Regions from separate parts of the Zea mays genome. Here region 2 is linked to region 1. A link is a contact called in public Hi-C data. All regions are on one chromosome and are shown on one strand. Each heading gives the region's core, a stretch centred on a gene start, on an enhancer-like site or on the middle of the called end of the contact. The rest is flanking DNA. Distances are from core to core; before and after follow the strand shown. Region 1 has its middle 190 kb from the start of LOC111591353. Region 2 holds the start of LOC103653328 (1-phosphatidylinositol-3-phosphate 5-kinase FAB1B).

The links. A called contact is a pair of places that touch in the nucleus more often than the background predicts.
Region 2: a contact with region 1 is called in a Hi-C map of ear, with 4 times the contacts expected there. The contact joins the promoter of LOC103653328 here to the enhancer-like site in region 1. A contact is called at or near these places in 2 of 25 Hi-C or Micro-C datasets (ear and leaf).

What each region holds. Positions count from the first base shown.
Region 1 is chr4:64,789,319-64,795,624 of Zm-B73-REFERENCE-NAM-5.0, reverse strand. No RefSeq gene overlaps it. Among protein-coding and RNA genes, the nearest start is that of LOC111591353, 190 kb to the left of the region's middle. Within about 2 kb of position 1,429, at least 14 of the 20 cell types and tissues checked have an H3K27ac peak or open chromatin away from gene starts, as enhancers often do. A contact at or near this core is called in ear and leaf, where this site is marked.
Region 2 is chr4:65,323,720-65,330,297 of Zm-B73-REFERENCE-NAM-5.0, reverse strand. LOC103653328 (1-phosphatidylinositol-3-phosphate 5-kinase FAB1B) reads right to left here and starts at 1,661. Exons shown (of 11, transcript XM_008680260.3): 1 at 556-1,661. The coding sequence starts at 1,199.

The DNA of each region.
Region 1 (6,306 bases), core at 180-2,679:
CTCCCAATACCATATTAGACTCTCTCCAACAAGGGTCGGTAAAGCCTCCTGTCCACCAAATATAGCAGACACAAACGTCCGGTAAGCGTCCAGCAAGGTGCGCTATACTGTCCGCTAAAATTTAGCGACTCTTCCTCAGCCGCTACATTTGCCGGGTATACAAGCGCCCGCTATATACTGTTCCCGTGGATGGCGGTGGCGCTGCTGTGCTGCCGCAGGTCTGAACATGCTTTCCATTCAAAGGACCTCGGGACGAACATGCAAAGGACATCTCCGACATCATCCGAGCACCATCTCCCGCAATATAAAAAACAATGAGAAGAAATTATGCTACACATGTTTAAGTCCGGATAACAAAAATTGTTAATAAATTTTAAAAAACTATTGCCGTGCATGTTTTATTTCAATTAGCGTGTAATGAAAAGAAATGAATTATAAACCAAATAAATGGACAAAATGAAGTATGTTAACCCTGTAGCTTTAGAGAACCGAATTTAGGGAACGTTGTTGGAGACTGAGATAATATAGAGGACAAAATCTTTTAGAGTGTTCTGTAAAGTACAGAGAATATTCTTTTAGCGGACGAAATTTAGGGGACGTTGCTGAAGACAGCCCTAAATAAGATCAACACTTTCAACTCTGTTTTTGAAACGTACAATGATGACTCTTTAAGTTATGTATAAGAATATAATTTCTATTATAATGTAACTTTTACCATATGTGCTATATGTAAAAGAATAGGTCCAAACCAAACTGTGAATATTAGATAGGCTTTTTCGTCTAGCATAACGACCCGTTACATCCCTAAGCTTCGACCAGTTTAATTCTAAAGCATCCATTTCCCAACATCAAAGAACTGCAGAAGTCGTATATATATAGGAGACAACAAATCCGGCCGGGATAAGGTTTACGTAATTAAGTACCTAACCATCAGGCCAAAGCAACTTTCACCGGTACAGCGGCATCTTCTCCGCAGACGAGAGACGGCCTGAGTTCGTTGCTTGATGACGTTGGGAGCACTGGCGAGACATGAGTGACAGGTTGGCCAGTCACATATATCCACCACTCTCTCCAGCCACAGAACCAGATCCATCGTATATATATCGTGCATGAGATGCCAAGTGACGAGATGATCCACCACAAGAAAGTGAGCTTGGCAAGGGTGGGTGGGCCTTTCGGGCATTCATTTATTTATTTTGTTTGCTTCGTGAGATTAGCAGTTCAGTGATTTCCATCCCATGCATGTATAGATGATGCACTGCTAGTCTAGCTCGTTCGATAGCCTGGAATCCTTTTTGTACTTGCCGTGGATATATATTTTGGCGCCAATCATTGATGCTCTGAAATTGAGCTGTTACTGTCTGCGTTGGCACCTCAGTCAGTCCTCAAGTGTTCTAGGGCCCAAAAAAACATTTGAGAGAATTGAAATCAGAAGCCACAGAACAATGATACACATGCACCCATTGGCTCGTTAGCTGGGAGTTGGGAGAGGCCTGTGCAGCTGTGCTGCCAGCCTGCAAGCCCATGCTTGTTTGCTTCCAGAGCCCGTGCGCACCAATTACCTAGAAAAGCCAGGCCCACTTCGAACGAGAGATCTGGATTGTCGAGTGCGGCTCGTCGCATATGCATTTTTTTCTTCATTTTTTAGTTATTTTGTCTTTGTTTTCCTAGGGGTTGTATTCTATGTACTCATTATTTCTTGGGAGTGAGCAGTCGTTAATCGGCTAAATTTCTTTCGGATTTGAGTCAGATTACTTTAGGTATACAGACTACAACCCAGAACAAGTATAATAAGGTGATGTATGTGAGATGTAAAAGATGTCATGTCTAATTTACAGTGGTATGGAAGAAAGAGATGAAGAGATAATAGAAGCGGACCGCTCATTGTTAGCAAGCTAAAAGCGGGCTGCTTATGGACTCCAACATAATTTGTGAGATGAAGAAATAACCAAATATTAAATAGACATTTTTATCATGAAGAGTTACTATATGACATAAACTAAAAATTACGAATTCAGTGTCACCTGCAATGTAGGAACCTACAACAAATTAATTCTAATGGCAAAACAAGCTGAAACTGAACCTAAAATGACACAGTGCACACAACCTTCAGGCATATGGGTTGGAGGCAAATAGGTTGACTCAATGACCATGAATTGGGAAGGGGTCACAGAATGCATGTCATCGATCCTTCTTCCTCCACCGCAAATACCAATTTGCTTAGATGGGACTTACAGGTCTTGAGTTTGACTCTCTGTTTTCACACAAGAATGTCACTTGTTGAGTCATTTAGTAGCTAGATTTGTGTCTTTGTGAGGACACCGATGATATGGCAAAGGTGAGCACCGCTCCCAACACTCGTTTCTTCTCACGTAAGCATTGGATGAATATGGGGTTTTGGAGTTCTTATAGACGGCGAAGCCGCCAACAGCCGGACGCAGTCGGGTTCAGGTTTCTAGTTCGTTCTCTACCTCCTCTCTCAAAACTCCCCTCTCATCTCTTATTTACATGCCACTTTACCAAAAAAAGAAAAGGGCACGTTATTTGGTCCATTCTGGCCCATTCACCTTGGTATTGGGCTTAATCATCCTTCATGGCCTGGTTGTTACATTGGACTCCTCTAGCGCTGTGACATCCCCCTCTCATTGAGAGATGGCTTGTCCACAAGCCACGTGTTTAGGAACCTGGTGATGAAGGTTGGCTCGTCCTCCCATGTCGCGAGCTCCTCTGGCCAAGATGCCCATTTGATGAGCAGCTGAGTGACCTCCCCTTTTGGTGTGTGGATTGTGCGTCGCTGCAACACCATCTATGGTTTCTGCAAGGATTCAGACAATGGAGGTAAGGTAGAACTTACAGGAACATCTGGACCGATTGCTTTCTTCAATAGAGATACATAGAAGACTAGGTGGATGGATGAAGAGGCTGGGAGTTCCAATTTGAATGCTACTTTGCCCACTTTTTGCACCACAGGATAGGGACCAAAGTGCTTGAATGCGGGCTTGTGATTTGTCTGTTTGACCAAGGAAGATTGGACAAATGGCTGCAATTTCAGGTCGACCGAATCGCCTACTTCAAAGTTTCTGTCAGAATGGTGGCGATCGACCTGTTGTTTCTGATGATGCTGAGCTCTGGCTAGTTGCTGTTGGACCAATTGAGTCATAAGATTTCTTTCATTTAACCATTCCTAAAGAGAGGGGACAATACAAGAATCCCTGATATATATACCAAAGTGTCTGGGGGATATCCATATGAAACTTTGAAAGGGGTAAGCTTCAAGGAGGTAACTAGTGTTATACTAGAACTCTGCCAACGAAAGCCAGTGTTTCCACTTCGAAGGACAGGCATGAGTAAAACAGTGGAGGTAGGTTTCCAAACATTGGTTCACTCTCTCTGTTTGACCATCTGACTAGGGGTGATAAGTTGTTGTAAAACGCAACTCCACACCTGCCAACTGAAACAATTCCTTCCATAATGCTCGTAAAGATACGGTCTCTGTCCAAAATCAAAGCTTGTGGGAAACCATGCAGTTTGAAGATATGGTCCACGAATTTGTGAGCTACCCTGAGAGCTGTAAATGGGTGATGAAGGGGCACAAAGTGATTGTACTTGGAAAATTTATCAACAACGGCCATTATGTAGTTAGAGTGGTCCAAGGTTGGAAGACCTTCTATAAGTCCATTGGGACCACTTGACAGGCACCCTCCAGAATGGGTAATGGTTGAAGAAGTCATGGGTAGTGAATCCGTTAATATTTTGCCTGTTGGCAGGTGGAGCACTGCGTACACCATTGTCGTATCATCTTTTTCATGCCTACCCAAACAAACAATTTCTTTATCGTTTGGTATGTCACTAAGAATCCAGAGTGGCCTCCAATTGGTGCATTGTTGAGGGTCTGAAAGACTTTCAACGAGAATTCAGATTGAGCCAACAACAGTAGTCTGTTCTTGTACAGAATGAGACCATCTTTCAACACATACAACCCAAATGGTAAGTGAACAACAAGGGACTGGAGAATATGTGTTGTATTAGTGTGACCAGCATAGGCTTATGCTACTGTTTGCAGCCATGTCGATTTCAGCACAGATAAGGCTAGCACTTGTGCTATAGGCAGGTGAGACAAATCATCTGCCACACGATTTTCATGCCCTTTTTGTAGCAGATTTGATACCTTAAGCCTAACAATTTGGTCAATGCTTTCTGTTGCCAAGGTGTTGTAAGGAGTTGATCATCCAAATGAACCAAGCTTTTTTGGTCGGTCTAATTATAAACTTCGTGCTCATCAGGTAGGAGCGCCGATGGTCCACAACTAGAAGAATTGCAAGTCATTCTTTTTCATATGTCGACAAACTTTAGTGTCAGGGACCCAAAGATTTACTCACAAACTCTATGGGGTGCCGGATTGATGAAGGACATCCCCAATCCCTTTGAAAGTCGCCTAGAGGGGGGTGAATAGGCGTAATACGAAATTTACAACTTTAAACACACACTACAAGCTGGGGTTAGCGTTAGAACTTAAATCAAGTCTGGGAGAGAGGGGAAACAAATCAAATGGAAATCAAGTGAATGAACACGGTGATTTGTTTTACCGAGGTTCGGTTCTAAAGAACCTAGTCCCCGTTGAGGAGGTCACAAAGAACGGGTCTATTTCAACCCTTTCCCTCTCTCAAACGGTCACTTAGACCGAGTGAGCTTTCTCCTTAATCAAATAGGTCACTTAAATCCCGCAAGGACTAACACACACTTAGGTGTCTCTTGCTTTGATTACAAGTCACTTTGGAACAAGAATGAGGAAGGAAGAAAGTGATCCAAGCAACAAGAGCGCAAATGAACACGAACACACACTCTCTCAAGTCACTAGGTGGTTGGAATGAATTTGCGACTTGGAGAGGCTTTGATCTTTTGAATTGTGTCTAGGAGTGAATGCACTAGCTCTTGTATTGAATGAGAACTTCAGAAAACTTGGATGCTTGGAGTTGTGGTAGTTAGGGGGGTATTTATAGCCCTCAACCACCAAGAAGCCGTTGGAAAAGGCTGCTGGCGATGGGCGCAATGCACAGTCCGGTGCGCTGCCACACACCCAACTGTTAGAGTTCGAGAGCAGTCGACAGTTGGCGCGGTTGTCTTCTTGTGACATCAGACAGCCCGGTGCCACACCGGATAGGTCCTGTTCACTGTCCGGTGCGCCTCTGACTCTACGCGCACTGTTCTTCATTGTTCATCTGTTATCAGCTTTTGCAGTCGACCATTGCGCGAGTTAGCCGTTGCTCCCCTGGCACACCGGACAGTCCGGTAGCACACCGGACAGTTGTCACACCCGGGTTTCGGGGCACCAAGACCCGGGCGCGAACATAATCACCAGGTGTGCTGGGACCAAGTCTCACACATATGATGAATCATGGCACAGGATCGAATGTCACATCTTTACTATATAATAGGAGTTCTGTACAAAATAAATAAATTATTACATTATACGGAGACAACGGTCCAGCAAACCAAAGTTGACTGGGAGACGACGGCCTAGACCTCTCACGAAATCGTCACATCATCCTCCTTGCGCCTCATCCCGCGGTACCTGTTCTTGACCTGTGGGGGGGGTGTGAGACAGCAAGAGTGAGCTCACATACGTTCATCGCTCAACAAGTTGTGGGGAATAATGTGCATGAACTCGCCAAAGGTGGGAGCTCACGTGAAGTGTAAGGCTTACCAAAGAGGATGATTAGAGCTGAGCATTGCTTTTAAAGTTGGTCAAAATTTTATTAGCAGTTACTAAGTATAAGTAAATACCAACCCAATTAAGTAGTAGAATAGAAGTAACAACATCACTTGCGATGCAATGCATATGACAAATTGAATTTAGTTCCATAAATTAATCATGTGAGTGTCCGAGTTGCTCATGACCGTGAGCACGGCTAGTATACCAGTTTTACACTCTGCAGAGGTTGCGCATCTTTACCCACAAGTCATGTTACCCATCTGCCAAGAGACGGCCAATCCCATACACCTCTACCGAGGAGGCGAGGCAGGGTAACACTACGAGGCCTTTACAAAGTTCCACTAGCTTCAGAAAACCCGCTACAGTTATAGGAAGCTCCAATGCAGGAATCCCTCGCATGACCGCCATCGCAGCAAAATCATCCCAAGGGCCTCCCTACACTGACCACTCCCCTACTGCCCTTGCCCCTTTCGGGTAAGGTAGTCATCCACTAGCTTTCCTAATTAATCAGCCAAGGGCGTCCATAAACCCTTGTGGTAGCACTGTTTTCCCGGGTGGTTCTCCATGTTCCAATTAACATAATGATCTTAACA
Region 2 (6,578 bases), core at 412-2,911, 530 kb before region 1:
TTGAGGTAATGTACTTAAAAGGCCCTGATACCAATACCAAAGTGGACAAGCACTTTCGAAACAACATATCCAAAAGCTGCAAATACCAGGACTTGCTATGTCCAAGCATCCACAGAAAAAAAATCTTGTGGCTCAACAAGTCTCCTGATACATGCTGGCCTAGGAGCACATGACAGAACTCAGAAACCAGAAAGCATATATGCTGGTACAAATAACAGTTATGTACTTAAAATTTTAGCTAATAGTCGCTGAGGGTAGAGATGAACCTGATGCAAAAGAATATCCAAAGGGTTCAAAAACAGATATTTCTATGTTAAAGAATCCACAAAGAAAATATTATGGCTCAACTAGTAATTAAACATTGTCCTACACCTCTACCCCCAAGACATATATAACATGCAACAGCATCTCACAAGCAGGGATCCAAGCTCCTAATCAGTCAATCAATGCTTGTGTAAACTTATATTAAAAAGTAACATTTCTTATCAATAGAACTGAGACAAATTAGGTTCCAATTTCTTAAATGACAAAGCACGAATCATGGAAAAGCCTTACCTCTGCAAGCAAAAGTTGAATCGATCAGACGAGTTATCAGCGTAAGCTGCAGGCTCCATGGTTGGAGCGGGGTCCATAGCAGGCTGCTGCTCCTCACGATAGCCGTCATCCTCGCCGCAGTTGCCCTCTCCATGGACCGGAAATTCGGAGTAGCTAATATTCGCATAAGACGACATTTGCCCATTCGTCCCAGTGAAGCTGGACTTGTCACTGCAAACACTAGCGGCAGACAGAGACGGGCTAGACGGCTGTTGCCCTGCAGCGGCCCCCCGCGCTGCGGGTTCCTCCTCCATCCAGCGCTTAAAGCAGTAATTGCAGACCCTAATCCTCTCGCCGTCCTCCCTCGCGGCGTCCCCCGGCGAGCGGGGCACAGAGTTAGCCGTGCACCGGGCGCAGAACACACGGCCGCAGTGCCGGCAATGGTGGCGCCGATTCAGAATGGTGAACTGCGCGTCGCAGTCGTAACACACGCGGCAGCTCTGGTCCGGCATCCAGAAGTCCCTCGACAAGTCATGCGGCAGCGGCTGCCCAGCCGCCGCGTCCGACTGCAACGCGGGCGGCGGAGAGTGGTCGCCCCGCCGCGGCATCCACGACTTCACCGCACCGAACAACTCCACGAGCCGCCCATCCGGCGATCCCATCATCCGCGCCACGCTTACCACCGCCACCGCCAGCAGCCCCGCCCCTCATGCTCAATCCGGCGACGCCTCAATCCGCATAGCTAGCTTTCCCCAGAGCCAAAACAATTCCACCTCCGCGCCGCAATCCGCCCACCAGATCAGATCACTAACACCAGCGGTGGCGGCGGCAGTAGCAGCAGCGGAAGCAACTCACAACCTCGACGGATTGGGCACCAACGCTCCGAACTCGCCGCGAAGAACACGGCGCGGCTGAGATCGAAGAGCAAAGCCTTGGAATCGCGGGAGGGGAACTAATTTGGCCTATATAAGAAAAAAAGAGGTTAATAACTTCGGCTGAGATTAGGAGGGCTGAGGGTTCCAGAAGGGCGCCAGTGGAGCACGGGAGGCTGGAGGGTGCGGGTTCACGGGGACGGAGATAGAAAGGGAGAGAGGAGATTGATAACTGACGCGTTTTCCATTTTTTTCGAAACTTTATCTTGATTTGGATTTACATGTTTTCATTTTATTCCTTCTGCTTTTAGTTGCTTTTTTGTGCGCCACCGGCTCTACCTATTTCGACTTTTCGAGTTTCACTATCCTTTGTTTTTATTTGGTTTCATTCCACGCTATATCGTGAATTTCCTTTGGGGCATAATAATTAATAAATGAATTAACTCAAAGAAAAATAATATTATAGGACACATTTGCACTGTAAGAGCATCTCCAACAATACCTCAAACTAGTGCTTCAAATTAAAATATAGGGCTCTACAGTAAACACTACTTCAATGGTGTCTTATTTTCTAAAATTTTATCAAAACTTATAGGACACCCTCTCAAGTGTATCAAATATACTATACCTTAGTGGGCTACCCTATAATTTAGAATTAGAGCTTTACTATTATAGTAGAATATTTTATTGGTGTCTTAAAAATATAAAATATATTTATTTTTAAATTATAATGTATTTATATAGAACCTTTTGTTGAAGATGCTCAGTGACGACAGTGTTGTTATTATTTTTGTTGCCACGCCAAGACTGCGGACTCCAGTTATTTCTGCGCGGGCGTTGTTCCATATTTTACATGTTCTTATATTATTATTGTTGGGACCATGCTTCGTCGCCGAAGGTCCTGCGGAAAGAAACAGCTTCGGCTGAAGCTGCTTGTACGTGATGCCAAAGGTACCATTCATGAAGCTTCAGTATTACAGCATATTCGAAGATGAAGGGTCGAACCAACTTAAAGATAGAATGACCTTTTAGTCTATAAGGGTCTGAGTCAACGTTGTAAACTTTTATGAGGGGCATGATTGTAATTCCTGACAGGTTGTGTCCTGTGCCTATAAATAGTGAACAGTATTCCTTTACTGTTCACGCATTCCTGTAATTGCAAACGCATCACTCGGGAATTATTGTTTATCAAGGCAAAGGTATAAATGTACCTAAATATTATGTTCAAACATCTTAGATTCATATAATAAGATATATAAATGATGTCATTTATTTCCGATGTATTTATTTTTAATGTTTCACATTTTATATTACCTTGTATTATTTTTGTAAATTTAATTACGAAGGCGCTCGTGGTCTTCGTCCGAAGTTCATTAAATCCTTGGGGAGATAATGCTTCAGCGGACGAAGGGCATTGATATTTAACATTTTATGTTGCCTTGTTCTTAATTCATAGCATTCGAGAACAAGTCCCCAACATTGGCGCTCACCTCCGGTGAACTCACTTCCACTTTCCTGAATCAATGGCTTTGTTCAAGAACCAAGCTGGAACTGCTTCGGCTCCGAAGCTGATTCTCCCGATAACAGGCGGTTCATGTTCAGAGCCGGCTAACAAGAAACAGAAGAAGGAGGCACAGAGAAGAGTACAACATGTAGGGGTACAATGACCCTTCATCAAGTCAAGATGGTCTCACATTCCAATTACCTTCTCTTAAGAGGATCTTCAGCTCAAGGATTACCCACACAACGATGCTATGGTTATCTCTTGTGTGATCAAAGGATTTCTGGTTCATAATGTTTTGGTTGATACAGGCAGCAGCTGATATCATATTTTCTAAGGCCTTCAGACAGATGCAAGAGCCCGAAGACAAGATCCATGATGCCACACATCCCCTTTGTGGCTTCGGAGGAAGGCAGATTGTAGCACTTGGAAAAATCACAATGCCAGTAACCCTCGGATTCATTAACAACACAAGGACTGAACAAGTTGTGTTCGACATTGTTGACATGGAATACCCTTACAATGCAATCATTGGTCGTGGTACTCTCAATGCCTTCGAAGCAATTCTTCATCCAACATATCTTTGCATGAAGATACCTTCGGACCAAGGATCTATTGCCATTCATGGAAGTCAGGAAGCTGCCAGAAGGGACGAAGGAAACTGGACAGACTCAAAGGCAATCCATAACATAGATGGAGCTGAAGCTTGTGAGCAGTACAAGTTTAGAAGGGAGAAAGCTGCTTCGGCCGATCAGCCGAAGCCCATGCTTTTATGTGAGGACATAGCAGAGCAGAAAGTGTTATTGGGATCCCAACTGTCTGAAGAACAGGAGAAAACCTTGATAAGGTTTCTGTTCAACAACAAAGATGTTTTTGCATGGTCAGCCAATGATCTTTGTGGAGTCAACAGAGATGTTATTGAACATTCGCTCAATGTTGACCCATCCTTTAGACCTAGAAAGCAGAGGCTTCGGAAGATGTCTGATGACAAGGCCGAAGGTGCTCGGAATGAAGTAAAAAGGCTCCTTAGTGCCAGAGTTATCAGAGAGGTAAAATACCCAGAGTGGCTGGATAACACTGTTATGGTAAAAAAGGCCAATGGTAAATGGAGAATGTGTATTGATTTTACTGATCTCAACAAGGCCTGTCCGAAGGACGAGTTTCCATTGCCGAGGATAGATTCTCTAGTCGATGCAGCAGCTTCATCAGAGCTTATGAGTCTGCTGGATTGTTATTCAGGCTATCATCAAATTTGGATGAAGAAGGAAGATGAGCCAAAAACCAGCTTCATAACCCCTAGTGAAACATATTGTTACCTTCAGATGCCTAAGGGGCTCAAGAATGCTGGAGGAAGCTTCAGCAGAATGACAGCGAAGGTTCTTCATTCTCAGATAGGCAGAAATGTGCTAACTTATATTGATGATATCATTGTAAAAAGCATGAAGCAAGATAATCACATTGCTGATCTGCATGAGACCTTCGCTAATTTTAGACAGGCTGGTTTAAAGTTGAACCCAGAAAAATGTGTCTTCAGAGTGAAGAAAGGGAAATTTCTTGGCTGTCTAGTCTCAACAAAAGGGATTGAAGCTATTCCAAATAAAATCGAAGCCATCCTTCGAATGGAGCCACCAAGTACAAAAAAGGGGGCTCAAAGATTGACAGGAAGACTGGCATCTCTCAACAGATTTATATCTAGATCAGCAGAGAGAAATTTACCATTTTTCGAAGTGCTGAAGTCAGCTGAAGTTTTTCAATGGGGACCAGTTCAGCAGAAAGCCTTCGAAGAGCTGAAGCAATATTTGATAGACCTAACAACATTAACTCCACCAACGCCAGGGGCTCCTCTGTTGTTATATGTGGCAGCTTCGCACTCAGCGGTAAGTGCAGCACTTGTCCAAGAGAAGCTTGAAGGTCAAATCAAAAAGCAAGCTCCAATATACTTTGTATCAGAAGTTCTTAGTTTATCAAAAAAATAATTACACAGAGTTGGAGAAGGTACTGTATGCTGTTTTAATGGCCTCCAGGAAGCTTCGGCACTATTTTCAGGCATATAATATAGTTGTTCCTTCTTCACAACCTTTGAAGGATATTATGAGAAATAGAGAAGCCACTGGAAGGGTTGGAAAATGGACCGCGGAGCTCAATGAATTCTGTATTGATTATGTGCATAGATCTTCGATTCAATCTCAAGCATTGGCAGACTTCATTGCTGACTGGACGCCAGGGGCTCAGGAAGAAGAAACGAATAAAGATGCTGAAGTTTGGACAGTATTTTGCGATGGATCTTGGGGAACCTTCGGAGCAGGAGCAGCTGCTGTGTTGGTTGCACCTTCCAAAGTTAAAACTTCCTATGCAACAAGACTTGATTTCAGTTGCACAAATAACATTGCTGAGTACGAAGCTTTACTTTTGGGCCTTCGGAAGTTAAAGGCGATGGGAATCAGAAGGGCGGTTCTAAAAACTGATTCCCAAGTTATTTCTAGTCATATTGATAAAAGTTATAAAGCAAGAGATCCGAAGCTTGAAAAATATTTAGACACGGTCCGAAGGATTGATGCTTCCTTTGAAGGCTTTTCTGTTAAAAATATTCCTCGTGGAGAAAATGAATATGCTGATTTATTAGCTAAGTCAGCAGCACAGGGGCTGCCCTTACCTTCGGAAGTATTTTTTGAAACAATAAAAGCACCTTCGGTTGAGCTTCTTGAAAGAGCGGTCCTCAACATATCCCCTGTTTATAGTGAAGACTGGAGAACTGAGATCATCTCTTTCCTTCAGGGTAACTTTCTTTCAGATAACGAAGCTTATAACAGGAGGATAGAGGCAAGAGCTCGACCATATGTTATAATAGAAGGGGAACTATACAAGCGTGGGGTCTGTTCCCCGTTACTCAAGTGTTTATCCAGAGCCGAAGGTATAGAATTGATGAAGGAAATACACGCAGGCATATGTGGATCTCACATTGGATCTAGGCCTTTGCTTGGAAAAGTTTTCCGTCAAGGATTTTATTGGCCAAAGGCAGCTTCCGATGCAGCGAAATTAGTCCAAAAGTGCGAAGGTTGTCAGAAATGTGCAAGAGATCAAAAACAACCTTCGTCTTTAACTCAGTTAATACAACCCACTTGGCCGTTGCAAAGGTGGGGCCTTGATTTGTTAGGTCCGTTACCACCAGCACAAGGCAACTTAAGATATGTTGTAGTGGCAGTGGAATATTTTTCTAAGTGGATTGAGGCAAAGCCTTTAGCCACAATAACTTCGGTCACTATTCAAAAGATTTTCTGGAAAAATATTGTTTGTCGCTTCGGAGTGCCGAAGGCCATTACTGTGGATAATGGGACACAGTTTGATTCCGAAGCTTTCAGAGAATTTTGCGATCAAATTGGCACGAAGATCCATTTCGCATCAGTTCGACACCCGAAGTCAAATGGACTTGTTGAAAGAGCTAATGGGATCATAATGACAGGAATAATGAAGTTAATCTTCAATCAGCCCAGGGGAAAGTGGCCAGACGAGTTAATCAAAGTGGTGTGGAGCCATAACACAACAGTATCAAGATCAACAGGCTTTACGCCATTCAAACTATTGTTTGGTGACGAAGCAATAACTCCAGAAGAAGCCAAAGCAGGATCAATAAGAATAGTAGCCTCGACAGAAGGTGAAGATGAAGCTGATTA